Regions from separate parts of the Capsicum annuum genome. Here region 2 is linked to region 1. The links are chromatin contacts, called in public Hi-C maps. All regions are on one chromosome and are shown on one strand. The core of a region is the stretch at or near the end of the contact, and the rest is flanking DNA. Distances in the headings are between cores, read along the strand shown.

Region 1 (2,623 bases), core at 93-2,592:
GCAAGTTTGTATGTGCTGCTATAGTCCATGAATACAACTTTGTTACTACCACATCATGTAAACGCTTATTAGAAAAAATAAAAAGAAATAAAAATCGGGGATGATAGACATGATCACTAAGTGAGAAAATAACATATAAATGACCAATCATTCGGCAACAAGTACTAAGAATTCATTGATATGCATGTTGATATGTGAATTTATCAGAAGAAGCTACTTAAATGGTGTATAAGAATTTGATGAACTAAAAGTCTGTATGCTTTTTCTGTAAGATGAAAGATATCCCAAAAAATATAATCGGAATCATCGGAACACGCCGATGTACATAACTCTGCAACTTCTATTTTCCCTGTCTCACAACATCTGTTTTCTGCTACTTTGAATCCTGCACGGTCATATAAAGAAAGAAACGGAGATCTTATCGATATTCAGGAAAAAGGCAGCCATATTTGTACCATATTTCTGAGGGTTGTTGATGACATCAAGTGAAAGATTATATATATCTACATACAACAATCTTGAATTAGGTACTTTGTTTTCCAGAAAACTTAAGTCATCTACCAACTTGCTGTTGAACAATTGTGTTGCTTGGTTCAAATAATCAACATGTTTCCTTTCTTCTCCTCCTCTCAGTGTTCTTTGTGATGGCATGCATCCGATTGGTGGTATGCCAATAAATATTTAAATTCGTTTAGAAGGCGTAAAAAAATTAACAAACCTGAAAAAACCCATCTCCCTCCATGACGGATCATAATTGAATGCAAATTAACAGAATTCATAATTTTTATCTAAAGAAATACTTGTGTTTTGCTTTTCTATCAAATTCTAATCAACATAGAATGCGTTTTTTGTTTGATGGTAGAAAGAAATCGTGTAAAAAGTGACAAGTAGTGTATGAAGATGCAAACTCTTAATGCAAACATTAAAGTAGGAAGATAAATAACGGTTTGAGGAATTAGGGGTGGATAAATATCAGCAATTAAGGTTAACTACTTTTAAAGAAGGCAAATTGTACATTAATTGTATTAAATATTAATTTTCCCTTTTCAGTAATTGCTTTTCTATATTTTCAACAAAAGAAAAAAAAAACTTTTTATATATTTTTTTAAGATAAAAGTTGCTATAAACTTGAAAACTTAAAAGTTTTGCTATAAGTTATAATAACTAATCTAATAAGTTTATATAGTTAATTTTCCCTAGATTAAAAGATGTAAAATCCCCAACCCACAACCTGCCCCACGTGATATTTCTAAAAAAACATTTAAGCCCGCCCCACCCTTAACAAAAGCTCAAACCCACATTGCCCTCAAACATTGTAACCCCGCCTGCAACCTACACCCGCACCGTCCCATTGTCAACAACATACCCAATGTATGATCTAAGGGTAGAGTGTACGCAAATCATACCACTACTTCAAGCAAAGTAGAGAAGCTATTTCCGATAGACCCCCGACTTAGGACCAATAACAATGTAACAAAAACAAAAAATAAGTACATATAAACTAGTACGATATGCACCGTCCCATTGTCATCCCCACATAGATGGAACTTGCCGTTGTGAAATTCCATGGCACCTATTACCCTTATACAATGAAATAATCACCTCCACTTAATATTTCTTGTTAACTACCGAAGGCTGCAACTGGAAAATTGTCCGGCTTGAATCAGACTACTACAAATTCAGAAGTAAATAGCAAACAAAACTCCAAGACCTAAAGGCAAGAAAAGATCACAATCAAAGCAACAAATAACCATCATTTATAATTTAATCCTCGTACCATCCCACGATGTAAAGAATTCCAATATGACTGGACCAAAACTGTGACAAGAGCGTCTCCCTGACGACCCTTGAGCTTAAAACTCATTTGATGAAAAAATAACTCTCAGCAAACCATAATCACCAACAGATCCTTACTGAAGGATGGACTCAAATGCAACACTTATAATATACACATCCTACAAAAAGAGGAGTTTCCCGCCTTTGCTCACTCTTTCAACCAAAGAACAGGCTGATGCATGACCTCAAGAATGAAATGTGTTCATAAGAAAGAATTGATAAACAAATATTTCATACACACGAAGCAACAGCCTAGCAGCTTCCATCGCATCGGAGATTGTCATCCTCCACAACACTACGATGATAGAATGGATTGCAGAGCTATCTGCTGCTGAGGCTGCAAGGAAGACCATGTTGAGGCCAGGGTCGCTGGTGGTAATGTTTGCTGAAGCTGTCTTAGTAAATTAATCATCCGACTAGCAGTTTGCTCGGTTGCAAGGTCCTTACCAGTACATAGAACCTACAGAAGAAGCATATAGGCATTTACACAACGGCAGAGGCTACATGAAAATCAATACGATGAAGTAAAATTAAATAGGACAATCATGTTAGCTAGCTGATCAATCATCTACGGATGCAATGAGGGGAAAAACAAACACCGCCACCACCCACCCCACCCAAAAAAAAAATCACTGGAGCACCTAAATAAGAGATCAGGGAGCGGGTATTCCCCATCATCTCCTCCTCCACTCCCCCCCACCAAAAGAAAGCAAAAAAGCAAACCACTATCTGAAAATTTCAAAATAGACACTGGTTCAAAATGGGAAATCTAGTTTAAGACTGCTAC
Region 2 (2,623 bases), core at 75-2,574, 300 kb after region 1:
TTGAATCCTTACCTAGACTCAGGTTATTTTTTTAAGATTTTCTTTTAAAACCATCTTTTCTAAATGATTTCTAAATTTTCCTAAAATTAAGTGGCGACTCTACAACAACAACAACAACAACACTATTTTTCTAAAAATATTTTTTACAAATAAAAATAAAATAGACTTTTTTTTCCACCATAAAGTTATGAAATATTTTTGACTTTCATAAATGGATCATAACAATTGGTTCAGTAAAATCTCTATTTGAGAAGTTGGATTAAATTTTGGTAGTTGAATAGTACTAAATGATGATTTAGTTATTTTAGTTGCACTACTGAACTCAAACATGTTTAGTATTTGTTTGATTTTTAATTAATTGTGTGTCTTACTTTGCTCCTAGCCTTATTAAGGACCTTGTCTCTTTTTCTGCAATTTTCACTTTTAAGAACGCTGAAGGAGAGCTTTGGAGTAACTGATAAAGTTATTGCCATGTGACCAATAGGTTATGGGTTCAATCCTTGGAAACAATCTCTTGCAGAATTGCAAGGTAAGGCTGTGTACAAAAGACTCTTGTGTCCAGCCCTTCTCTGGACCCTGCTGCGCACAGTGGAAGTTTTAGTTCACCGAGTTTCCCTTTAAGAACGCCAAGTCTAATATATTTACTAAATCAATAAGGCATTTTATCAATTTTTGATCCTTAACGATTCGATTTTCGATTTAACCGATAAGAAAATGCCCATGAAAATAATAGCAATTTGGCATAATGATTTTCAATATTGTGTAACAGTGCCAACTCACATGACATTAATAAGAATGCTCACAATATAAAAAATAGCAGCTAACATGACATATGCCTTGTAGTGCTAAATTTCACAAAATAAGAAGTTTACCATCTTGTTCACAAACTATGCAACAAGTAGATTTAATGATAATTATCAAAAATGCCTTAAACATCCTCTTCATATATTATAAAATGAAGCATCACATATGCCTGACAGAGCCATAATCCATAATAAAGTGAATAAGTTTTTAGGATATTAAATAGGTTTCTAGAGATTAAAGAGAAATTAAGTGAAGGCAAGTAATACAAATGTATAAATAGGGGTAAAGTATTATTTTAATATATTTTTATTGAGTTATCGATTTATTCAATAATTTAGTATAATAAAATTAAAATCAAATCAATATCCTAATAAAAAAATATTAAAAATTCATTCACTCAATAAACCAATAACATTTTATGAATTCGAAAAATAATAGATTTTGCCACGTGGATATAGTGGGCCCGTAGTTCCACGAAATAACACACACTTTGCCAATCACTGTGCGGATTTCAACCATGTTAAAAACACTATTTTAGGGCTAAAATTTCTGTTCCGAAGAATTTCACTCAGCTCCCCCTTTTATCTTTGGTTTGCTTGTCTTTTATTTATTGAGTCCTTCTCTGAGTAAACTCTTTTACCTTACAAAATTTTGATCATGGATACCGACGTCGACATGTACGATGGAAGCGATGTGGATTACAGTGACGATGACGGCCTCATCAACTGTGGAGACAGTGACGCCGGCGATGACATCATCGATAACGATTCCGATGATCTTCCCCCTGAAAAAAACTACGTCGTTTTGTCCGTCGATGATATTGGCCGTCTCATGGACGATGATATCTGTAAAGTTTCGTCTGTCCTGTCAGTTTCGAAAACTGAAGCATCGGCTTTACTCCGGCGGTATAATTGGAGTGTAAATAAAGTTCACGAAGAATGGTTTTCGGATGAATCCAATGTTCGAGAAGCTGTTGGTTTGAAAATACAGGAGGAAAAAGTTGTTCAATTTCGGGAATCAAAGGAGGTAACTTGTGGAATTTGCTTTGAGGATTATTCTTCTTCCGATGGAATTTTGGCTTCTGGTTGTGGTCATCCTTTCTGTGTTGAATGTTGGCAAGGGTATATTTGTAATTCAATAGCTGATGGTCCTGGATGTTTGAATTTGCGATGTCCAGAACCCTCTTGTAAAGTTGCTGTCACGCAGGATATGATCGATAAGTTAACGTCTGATGATGATAAAAACAAGTATTATGGATTTCTTTTTCGTTCTTATGTTGAGATAAACAGGAAGATTAAGTGGTGTCCTGCTCCCGGATGCAACTTCGCAGTTGAATTTGATATAGGGAGTGATAATTGTGAAGTTATATGTGGTTGTTCTAATTATTTTTGCTGGAATTGTACAGGGGAAGCTCATCGTCCTGTTGATTGTGATATGGTGGTTAAGTGGATGGAGAAAAATAATGCGGAATCAGAGAACACGAATTGGATTCTAGCTTACACAAAGGCTTGTCCTAAATGCAAGAGGCCGATTGAAAAGAACGCAGGGTGTATGCGAATGACTTGTAGAGACCCTTGTAAGTATCAGTTCTGTTGGCTGTGCCTTAATTCTTGGGAAACTCATGGGTATAATCCATGTAACAAGTACACGCCAGGGAACGAAGATGAGCTAAAGAAAGAAATGGCCAAGCAATCTATTGAGAAGTACACACATTATTACGAGAGATGGGCTGCTAATGAGAAGTCAAGGAAAAAAGCTGTAGAAGATTTGAGGAGAATGGGGGAAGTAAATGTTAAGGTGCTGATTAAATTGCAGTCCT

Evidence for each region. Hi-C and Micro-C count contacts between places; a contact is called where the count stands out from the background.
Region 2: a contact with region 1 is called in a Hi-C map of leaf, with 2.5 times the contacts expected there. The contact joins the promoter of LOC107878552 here to the enhancer-like site in region 1. A contact is called at or near these places in 2 of 5 Hi-C or Micro-C datasets (leaf and placenta).

Annotation. Positions count from the first base shown.
Region 1 is chr1:85,927,644-85,930,266 of UCD10Xv1.1, forward strand. LOC107878062 (importin-5) reads right to left here. Exons shown (of 20, transcript XM_016724935.2): 20 at 1,735-2,296. The coding sequence ends at 2,132. Among protein-coding and RNA genes, the nearest start is that of LOC107878062, 12 kb to the right of the region's middle. Within about 2 kb of position 1,343, at least 2 of the 5 cell types and tissues checked have an H3K27ac peak or open chromatin away from gene starts, as enhancers often do. A contact at or near this core is called in leaf, where this site is marked.
Region 2 is chr1:86,223,215-86,225,837 of UCD10Xv1.1, forward strand. It overlaps LOC107878552 (probable E3 ubiquitin-protein ligase ARI7), which reads left to right and starts at 1,325. Exons shown (of 1, transcript XM_016725575.2): 1 at 1,325-2,623. The coding sequence starts at 1,462.